Regions from separate parts of the Mus musculus genome. Here region 1 is linked to region 2. Evidence: chromatin contacts called from public Hi-C data. All regions are on one chromosome and are shown on one strand. The core of a region is the stretch at or near the end of the contact, and the rest is flanking DNA. Distances in the headings are between cores, read along the strand shown.

What was found. Hi-C and Micro-C count contacts between places; a contact is called where the count stands out from the background.
Region 1: a Hi-C map of cortical neurons shows a contact between it and region 2, with 2.1 times the contacts expected there. The contact joins two enhancer-like sites. A contact is called at or near these places in 26 of 39 promoter capture datasets (the 3T3-L1 cell line, the C10 cell line, the HPC-7 cell line and 14 more), 3 of 15 datasets of contacts at CTCF or cohesin (CD8 T cells, hippocampal excitatory neurons and pro-B cells), 34 of 484 Hi-C or Micro-C datasets (B cells, the CH12 cell line, ECoMG myeloid progenitors and 22 more), 12 of 115 datasets of contacts at active chromatin or transcription factors (the 230-238 cell line, PVALB interneurons, the SCID.adh cell line and 9 more) and 4 of 9 other capture datasets (adipose tissue, embryonic stem cells, liver and 1 more).

Annotation. Positions count from the first base shown.
Region 1 is chr7:101,518,662-101,523,432 of GRCm38.p6, forward strand. Gm35363 (a long non-coding RNA gene) reads right to left here. Exons shown (of 5, transcript XR_869841.3): 5 at 1-3,228. Among named protein-coding and RNA genes, the nearest start is that of Gm35363, 17 kb to the right of the region's middle. Within about 2 kb of position 2,625, at least 4 of the 459 cell types and tissues checked have an H3K27ac peak or open chromatin away from gene starts, as enhancers often do. A contact at or near this core is called in cortical neurons, where this site is marked.
Region 2 is chr7:101,412,715-101,417,475 of GRCm38.p6, forward strand. No RefSeq gene overlaps it. Among named protein-coding and RNA genes, the nearest start is that of Pde2a, 36 kb to the right of the region's middle. Within about 2 kb of position 2,342, at least 52 of the 459 cell types and tissues checked have an H3K27ac peak or open chromatin away from gene starts, as enhancers often do. A contact at or near this core is called in cortical neurons, where this site is marked.

The DNA.
Region 1 (4,771 bases), core at 1,375-3,874, 110 kb after region 2:
AAAATATTTCAAAAAAATCTTCAGCAAACATTTGAGTCATTTTCAGAGCCAACACATTCTGTTTATGAAAAAAATATAAGACAGAGATGCCTGCCATCACTTGGTTGATGGTCTTGATTGTCGACTTGACAAACATCTGGGGGAGAGAACCCAGATTGAGGGTTTGCTCCCATCGTTCTCTCCTGTGATCATGTTTGCCCTCATTAATGATTGATGTGGAAAGGCCAGTCCGCTGTGGGTGGTGCCACCCTCAAGTTGGTGGTCCTGGGTATATAAGAAAGCTGACTGGTCACTGGAGGAAGCAAGCCAGGAAACAGGATTCGTCCATGGCTTCTGCTTCAAGCTCCTGTCTTGAGGGCCTGCCCTGGCTCCTATCTTAGTTCCTTTTCTATTGCTGTGCTAAGAGACCATGACTGAGATAACTTAGAGAAGGAAGTGTTTAATGGGAGCTCACAGTTAGGGAGAGAGTGAGCCCTTCATGGTAAGGAGCACGGCAGCAGGCAGCCATGGTCCTGGAGCAATAGCTGGGAGCTTACATCTGGACCACAAGCAGATGGGGGGTGAGACACTGACAATGGTGTGGACTATTGAAACCTCAAAGCCCACACTCAGTCATAAACCCCCTCCGAGAAGGGCACACCTCCTAATCCTTCCCAAATAAGTCCACCAACTGGTAGCCAAGCATTCAGACCTCTGACCGTGTAGGGGCCATTCTCATTCAAACCACCTCAGCTTCTCTTAATAACGGACTGTAGCCCATAAGCCAAATAAACACTTTCTTCCTCCAAGCTGATTTTGGTCATGGTGTTAATCACAGTCACAGAAATGCAAACTAGAACAGTGAGCAATACTGCGTAACTCAGAAAGCCTGGCTAATGCTGTAATGAGAAGACATAAGATGTGCACATCTGGACTATGAAGGGAAACTTGTTCTTCAAAGGTGATGCTACTCTTTAAGTAGAAAGCAAACAGGTCGATAGATGAGAGGTAGATCTAAAAGAGCTCACTGGTGTTTCTGAAATGCAAGCATCGATAGCACTTCCATAGCAACAACATTAGTGTTTTGAGAGCCCAGCAAGGCAGAGTGAAATTACACTTGTAATTTCAGCACTTGGGGGACCGAGGCACAAGGGTCATGAGTTCAAGGCTAGCTGGGACAGGGACAACACAGTGAGATCCAATTCAAAGTGTTCTCTCTCTCTCTCTCTCTCTCTGTGTGTGTGGGGGTGGGTGGGTGCCTGGAGATGCTAAAGAAGATGACTAGGATACACACACACACACACACACACACACACACACACACACACACACACTGGAGAAGAAACTTAGCCATAGAGTACTTGTCTACCACACATAGAACCTGGGTTTTATGCTCTGCACTGTAAAAGAAATAGCCAATATGTTTAGAGGGTCATAGGCCCGAGTGGGGAAGCAGCCACTGTTGTTTTGTTAAATGGACACGATGTGCCCATCAAATTGCCTTCTGGATAAGTGTTTATGCCCATGGGTGAGTGCTGCTGTCGGCTTTGGTCAGAGAAGCTTTGTTTTGCAGTGGGCAGCCATAAATGCAGAAGCTCATAACTGGTGGAAGCAGCGAGAATAAATGATGGTTGGATGCTCAGCAGTAAATGGGACATCTATATCATCTCTGATGCCCAAAGAACGTGGCAGGAGAGGGAGCAGAAAGTGTATTCCAGTCAGAGGAAGCAGCAAGGGGACGGGGAATGTGGACTTCTGCATAACTCGGCCATTGCACTGTTGAATCGGTAGCCGCTGTTGTTACCTGCACTAGATTGAATCCAGTAACATTACAAAGGCAGGGGCTTTCCAGGCCCTACCCTGTCCTGAGGATTTATAAGAAGTTCCTGGTTGCTCAAAGAAGAGACATTTTCTGCATGGGGTAGCCAGCCACTGGTAAGGTGCCCATGTGCCTGTGAAGAGCTCCTCCTCCGGCTCCTCTGGGCAATCCTATTGAAATTCACTGGTTATTTAAGAGAGAGAGGAGAGAGAGAGAGAGAGAGAGAGAGAGAGAGAGAGAGAGAGAGAGAGCAATGAGTGCGGAATATGATTGATATACATCACATACGTGTATGCAAATGTCATAATGCAATCTACTATGTACAATTCATGAATATTCATAAAATGATGAAAAACAAAAAAGTGAAGTCCAGAATTGAAAGACAAAAGTAAAGAGTGCAGTCATCTTAAATGGTACTGATGTAAACTGGGCTTGGTGGCGCATGCCTTTAATCCCAGCACTTGGGAGGCAGAGGCAGGTGGATTTCTGAGTTCGAGGTCAGCCTGGTCTACAAAGTGAGTTCCAGGACAGCCACAGCTACACAGAGAAACCCTGTCTCAAAAAACCAAAACAAATTAAAATATATAAAAAAAATAAAATAAAATGGTATTGATGTAAGAAAAGCTTCTGGGCCAACAGAAGAGGAATAGGGCGCTCAGAGGAGAACATGTGACACTTAGGAACACCACGTTGTTACCCAACAAAGGTGGAAGCTGCATCTAGGAGAAAGTGTGGGTGTCTGGAAACTCCCCTGTGATGCAGAGGAAGAGAACGCTGGATCCCAATGTACGTCACACGCACAGGAGGAGGATGCGTGGATTAGGCTAAAGGTAAAAGGTGAAAATGGACCTGGAGAGGAGGCAGCCAGGCTAGGCGGTGCCCATCTGTGATCCCAGCACTCGGGAAATGGAAACAGGAACACTAGGCATTCAAGGCCAGCCTTGGCTACAGAGTGAGCTCCTGTCTAGCCCGGAGTGTGTGAGAATCAATCCGAAAAAAAAAAAAAAAGCTAGTAAAAAGTAAACAGAAGAAAATGCAGAGTGATTCTGTGTGCATAGAGGACAAGCCATAAGCAAAACCATAGGAAATCCAATTACACAGGAACTGTAGCTTTCAGATGTCTTATCTGTGACATGTGTCCCAGACAAAGAGCTGGTGGATTGGGGAAAATTGTTTGCAATGTTTAAGATTGACAAGTTGCTAATATCTAGGATACATAAGAAATTCTTGCAAGAAAGCATCAACCTCAATAGAAAAAAAAAATAAAAAGAAGAAATCCCTGGAACAAGATATTTATGGAAAAAGCAGCTCAAAAGCATTTAGAAAATCTTCTCCAGCTCCTTGGTTACCAGAGAAACAGAAAGGGCAACAACAAACCATTTTATACCTGGTAGACTGGCAGGAACCAGACAGTCAAATGATGACGTCACCTGCAGGTGGGAAGTAGGAAGGTAGAATTTGAGACTGCCCACAGGAGTGTGGGCTAATGTTTGTATAGACACCAACCTGGCAGCTGTTATTCAAATGAGACACATGCATGTGCATAGTGGTATATGTGTGCCCTATAACTTTCAGGGCCACTTCTGGGTGTTCACTTAATTCTTAACTGTTGGACCAAGGATGCTGATACTGACTGGGTGTATAGTGAGTGCATTGGTGGGAAGGCACTGTCCAGTGATATTTAGTAGGTAAGGATAATATATACATGTACCTAGCACCATGAGTCCAGAGAGAGAGAGAGAGAGAGAAAGAGAGGAAGAAGAGGAGGAGGAGGAGAAGGAGGAGGAGGGGAGGAGGAGGAAGAGAGGAGGAGGAGGAGGGGAGGAGGAGGAGGAGGGGAGGAGGAGGAAGAGAGGAGGAGGAGGAGGAAGAGGAGGAGGGGAGGAGGGGAGGAGGGGGAGGGGAGGAGAGAAGAAGAGAGATTAAGATTTATTCTATGGTTCAATTACAGAAATTTAAACCCAAGCATTCACAATTGCAGAATGCATTTAATAAAAATTCTTATGAACCAAAGCTATACATTAGACCTATGATTGCTCTTGAAGGAGAGGGAAGAACAGTATGGAAGAATGGGATTAAAAGAAAATACCTAGAGCTGGAGAGATAGCTCAACGGTTAAGAGCACTGACTGTTCTCCCAGAGGTCCTAAGTTCAATTCCCAGCAACCACATGGTGATTCACAATCTGTAATGGGATCTGATGCCCTCTTCTGGTTTGTCTGAAGACAGCTACAGTGTACTCATATAAGTAAGACAAAAATTGAAGGAGGAGGAGAAGAAGAAGAGGAAGAGGAAGAGGAAGAGGAAGAGGAGGAGGAGGAGGAGGAGGAGGAGGAGGAGGAGGAGGAGGAAACAAAAGCAGGGCTTTGAGAATGACAGGCAGTTTAGCAGGTAAATATACTTGCTGCCCTGGCTTATAACCTGAGTTTGAGTCCCAGGTCCCACTTGGTAGAAGGAGAGAACCACTTTGAAAGCTGTCCTCTGACCTCCATAGATGTGGCGCAGCACATGCCCGCCACCTACCGCAAACAGATCAACATGGATAAATGAATGTTAAAAAAAAAAAAAGAATAGGACCATGTGATGATCATCCACGTGCTAATGTTGTGTACTAAGCATATGATTAGCTCCATCCTCTGCACCTGAGGTCCAAAGCAACAACAACAAAAAAATAGGTACCTTTCCAAGTTCCTTAATTGCTCTTGTTTGAGGCCTTAGCTTTTTCAGAGAGTGAGAATCCCTGATTCCTGGCCTGCAGAAGGCCTATACATGCTTACCAAGTGAGGGAAGAAGGAAGTGGGTGGGCAGGCAGATGAATAACACTTGAAGGAGAAATCAGCAAAGTGATTGAAGTAGTAAGCTCACGGGTGAGTGAATCAGTGCACTCTGAATGAATGAGCACCAGAAAGACTCAGTGAATGGATAAAGAGGCTAATGAGTGGATGGCTTGGGTGAGTCCACATGAATGAATAGA
Region 2 (4,761 bases), core at 1,092-3,591:
TTGCCAGGAGACAGCACACGATCCTTGAGCTCTACTAACCTGTTGCACAAGCTACGGTCCCCATCCCTTTGTCCTATCTTCAGGGAGCTGCTCCAAGCCAAATTATCATGTCCTCCAGGCAGGACATGGCTAGAGGGCTTATGTGCCCAAGAGCTGCTTCCTCCCTGAACTTGATCTACTGTCCACCAACCCCAGAGACCAAGGAAGAGGGTACAACTAGAGGTGCCCTCTGCTGGTCTGGCACTGTCATTACTCTGGTTTAGGGATTAGCCAGAGGGGAGCTGCATTTGGCCACTAGGGGGCAGTCATGGACCACTCATAGTTGCAAATTTTGAGCAGGGTCTGTGTAACACCTCCTAACCCTCCCTACACCTGCAACACTTCCTCCCTCCCTCCTCTCCTTCCCCTCCCAGTGATATTCCTGGATCTGGCTTTGTTCTTCTGCCAGCTGGACCACTCAGCCCTGCCTCTGGCCAGCAACTAGTGATGTGTTGTAAGACAGCACAGTAGAGGTGCTTTGCTTTGATCTCCTGGGCTCTAGGACATGAGAGGAGCCCTTCGCCCAATGCCTACAGAATGCAAACCTAAGCCTGAGCCTCTGCTCTCAGCTTTCCCTGCCTGACATTAGAGTCTCCTCAGCTTTCCTCCTGCTCTTAGCCTGTTCTCCCCTTTTGTGAGCGCTCCCCGTAGCCAGCACTATGTGACACTGTAGAGTGCTTTCCCTTGGCGTGAGGTCACATCCCTGCAGGATTGAGACTCAACCTTCGTGAAAAATACCTGTGACTACAGTGTTGGGGGGGGGGGGCAGAGCAGAAGGTTCTGTTGTCTCAAGGATTCCTAATACTGGAGCCAGTGCCAGAAGGGAGGGATGCACTTGGTACTTTAGGTTGCTTGGGATGGGAGGAGCCCAGAGTTAGGGGTGGGAGCCTGAAGGAGGAAGGACTTCCTGGAGGAGTGTGGTTGGGGGTGGGATTGGATGTTGGGGAGGAGAATAGGGAGGGAACTCTGAGAGAAAAGGCTGTAGTAGGGCACAGCCTGGGCACCGAGCATTGCTGGTGGAGTGTTGGGGAAAAGTGGGCAGGGTAGGATATGGGGCAGAAGAGGGCTGGGGTATCTGCCTTTCTCTCTTCTGGCTCCTTCATTTCAACCCTCCCACTCTGCATGATATCCAGCAGTGAGGACCCAGGAACCCTTGGCTCCAGGGAGCTCTGGGTACACAGGCTGTAGTGAGACAGGTGGGGGTAAAGCTGGACCCTGCTACCTCCGTACTAACCCTGGGGCTGGAGGGGGCATGGAACCTCTTTCCTACCCCCTGGCTCTTATTGCTGCCTGCCCACAGTTCTGTTTTGGAAAGCATAGATGGGTAGGCAGATATCCTTTATAGTCCACGTGGCTTTGACAGTTACTTAGATCTCTGATCGTCTGTGTGCTCTCTGTCCTTTGGAGCTAAGCTGCATCCCGATAGCCTCCTGGGAACACTGAATGAGCAGGCGCAGGTAAGTGTGAAGTGCCAGCCGTGCCCCTTGCTAGTCTTCCTAGATATATCCGCAGTGACATCTTTGTGACATACAGGAGAAGAGCTTGAGAGGTTCAGCCAGCACTTAGTGACTACTTCCTGTGTTCAGCCCTCACTCACCAAGCACTTGTTGAATACCTGCTGTGTGCAGAGCTTTTGCCGCACACGTGGGGCAGATGAGTAAGTGGTGTGGGGGAGGAGGAAACCCTTGAGGAGAGAGGATGCTGCTCAGAGGGATTCATGAAGGGCTCATGTCCTGAAGCCTGGAGGGTAGGGGATGCTGAAGAGAGACAGACAAATGTAGATGGCCTGAAGTAAGGACCTGTTGTAGCTGGATCTTAACACCCATGCAACCCCAGGGCCTCACACCCTCAGCACCAGACACCCTAAGGCCTCCCCTCCACACCCTAGCTGTCAGGTCTTAGCTCTACTGGCTACCTAGGAGACACGACTACATCCCTGTCTAATGGGCCCTTTAGGATCTTGTCCCTACCAGAAAACAGCATCTTTTCTACTACTTAAGTACTTAGTGACCTGAATGACCCAGATCCTACTCTCAGACTGTGTGACTGTTTCTGTCTCACTGACACACATGCATGCACGTGCGCACCCACACCCACACAGAGCTGGTCAGAATCTCCCTGCCTCTCCTGTCAGGGAATGCCTTTGGATTCTTGTTCCCAGTGTCCATGTTCTATGAAAACATGGGGAGGATTTGTACCCAGCTAACCAACCAGGGGGATGGCTCCTTGAAGAGCTCACTGGCCCTGGCATGTGCCCTCCTCTATGCTACTTTCAGCCTGTGGAAATTTCCACACTTCCTCTGCCCTGGTTACAGCTCCTACTGCTGTATTTATCACCCTGGAGACACAGTGACACAGGCCACAGGCACACACTCATGCTCTGCACACACGTGCCTGCACACCTCAGCTTGCACTGCCATAACTCAAGTGCATCACACACACACACACACACACACACACACAGAGCACGTGGAGGAGGGACATCCACACACAAAGAGCTCTCTAGGAAAATTGTTCTCCCTCCTGCTGCTGCCCCTCCCCCACCTCCTCCTCCTCTGTTCTGTCCGCCCACCCCCACCCACAGACCAAAGAGCTGGGCCTGAGGACTGTACCTCCCACTCCTTATCAGCTGGGAGGCACTCTGCCTGGTGACTTGAGTGTGCCCTCCCTCTTGCCATTCCGCCCTCCCTCCCCCCTCTGCCACTCCCCTGCAATCTTGACTGTCTTCTATGCATAAGTCCCCTCTTTGTCACTCTTTTGACTCTGAAGTGGAAACTGTCATTCTTCTCTGCTTTGTCTCCCGGAGGTTCAAGTCGAGGAACCCCAAGGATCCAGGCAGAGAGATAGACTAGGAGGGGGTGCCAGGAACCCACATCTCCTCAGCTCCTGTCACCTTCAGCCCTCCTCTTGATGAGGGGAGGGCTGTGTGCCTGGAACCATGGAGACCAGTGAGCGTCATGGCAACACAGTCTGGGTGGGCACAGCCTTCCTCCTCCGGGGTTTGGGGGGGTGCGTAGGAGGAACCCCATGGGCCTGATGGCTGTGGGCCTTGTGCTGGTGCCCAGTGCTGGTCACCGCATCTGCCTGCAACCTGTTCTAGTCCTACCCCTCCTTGACTCACTGCACTGTGGGCTGCAGGACTCGAACGAAGGCTCTGATGCTCCCTGGACACTGCAGGAAAGATACTGCAAACACCAACAGAGCTCAGGGGCTTGCCTAGGGCCCCACAGACTTCATAGTTGGCCACCCATGTCAGTTTACTCAGGGCAGAGAAGTCAGCTCAATGTGAGTTTGGACTCCCTGTGAAACCCCCAACTAGCCCTTTGCCTTGCCAGTGAGGATATGGAATACCTGCTGTGCCAAGGCTTCGTGTGTTCTCTCACTTCACCCTTGGGAGACCCAGGGTGGCCAGAGAGTGGCCTACCAAGGACAGATAGGCTTGGGACAACCCGTCCTGGCAGGTACCCTTTTCTCATTTGTGTCTTCCTTGCTGAAGAGGAGTCCCTGGCAGGTTCTACAGCTTCATCAGAATCTGGCCTTAGGTTGTCTAGAAACCTGAGAGCTAGTTTTGGGGGGTGGGGTGGGGTGGGGTGGGGTAGACCCTTCCTTAAGTGCCTAGACATAGGGAGGACTTTGCAACCTGTGCACAATGGTTGCTTTCTGGTCCTGTAAAGACTTGTCTCTGCCCTAGATTAGAGTGTGCAGAGTCCAGGAGGAGACCCCCGCCTTGCAACCCAGACTTGACTTGTCTCCTGGCCTCTGTGCAGTCACGTTGCAGCTGCCTTCCTCCTGGCTTATGTAATCACTCAAATATAACAGCTGCCTTTATCCCACTGAGTCACGCCCCCTCCCTCCCTCCTCAGGTGTGGGGAGTTGCACAGAAGAGGTAAAGCAGGACTGAGTGGGAGGCTGGGGGACTCCGGGAAAGGGGGGTCCTGGTGTGCCAGGTTGGAGGGAGATGAGGACAGCAAAACCTTTCTTAGAAGAGGAACTCAGGGATCGCCTCTGCTCTGACCCACCCTAGTAAAATGCTGCATTCTTGTTGTGGGGAGGGGGTCCAAGTGCTAAAGCTCTATCCACAGCCTCCTTTGCTGAGCCTCCGTCCTTACCAGAGGAGAGGCAGAGAGTATGAAGAGGAGAAAATAACTTGGGACACAATGACCAGGAGTCTCTGATCTGTGGTCCAGCTCTATCTACTCTTTATATCCTTTGGTCCTGGATATGCCCCTGGCCTGTTTGCCCACCAGTGTAATGAGGAGTCGGACCTTCTGGCCCTGACCTCTTATACTCCCTGATATCAGCGTCTAGTAGAGGCACCCAAGGATCCAGCTGTACTCCAGGTTGGCCTCCCTCATCTGCCTCAGTCTTCCTCTGAGCCACATCTGCTTAGCTGTACCCCTTGCACTGGGTAGGAAGCAGGGCCACTGGATTCTGGGTTGAAGGACACAGTAGTAGCCTTCGGCTTTCCTCTGACTTGATATCTGTCCCAGTGCTTCATCCCCCCACTGGTAACTGGAGATTACTACCCACTCCTAAGGTCACCAGCCCTGCCCCTCAGAGGAAGCTGAGCCACGTCTCCTCATCTGGACTGACAGAGCCATCTTCCTGAAATGATGAAGAAGTTGCCCCACCCTAAAGCTGTTCTAGAGACCGTGGTGGCTTTCCATGTCCTTGTCAAAGCAAAGGCTTTGCCCCTGGTGGTGTGATGAGGTCCCTGCTCAG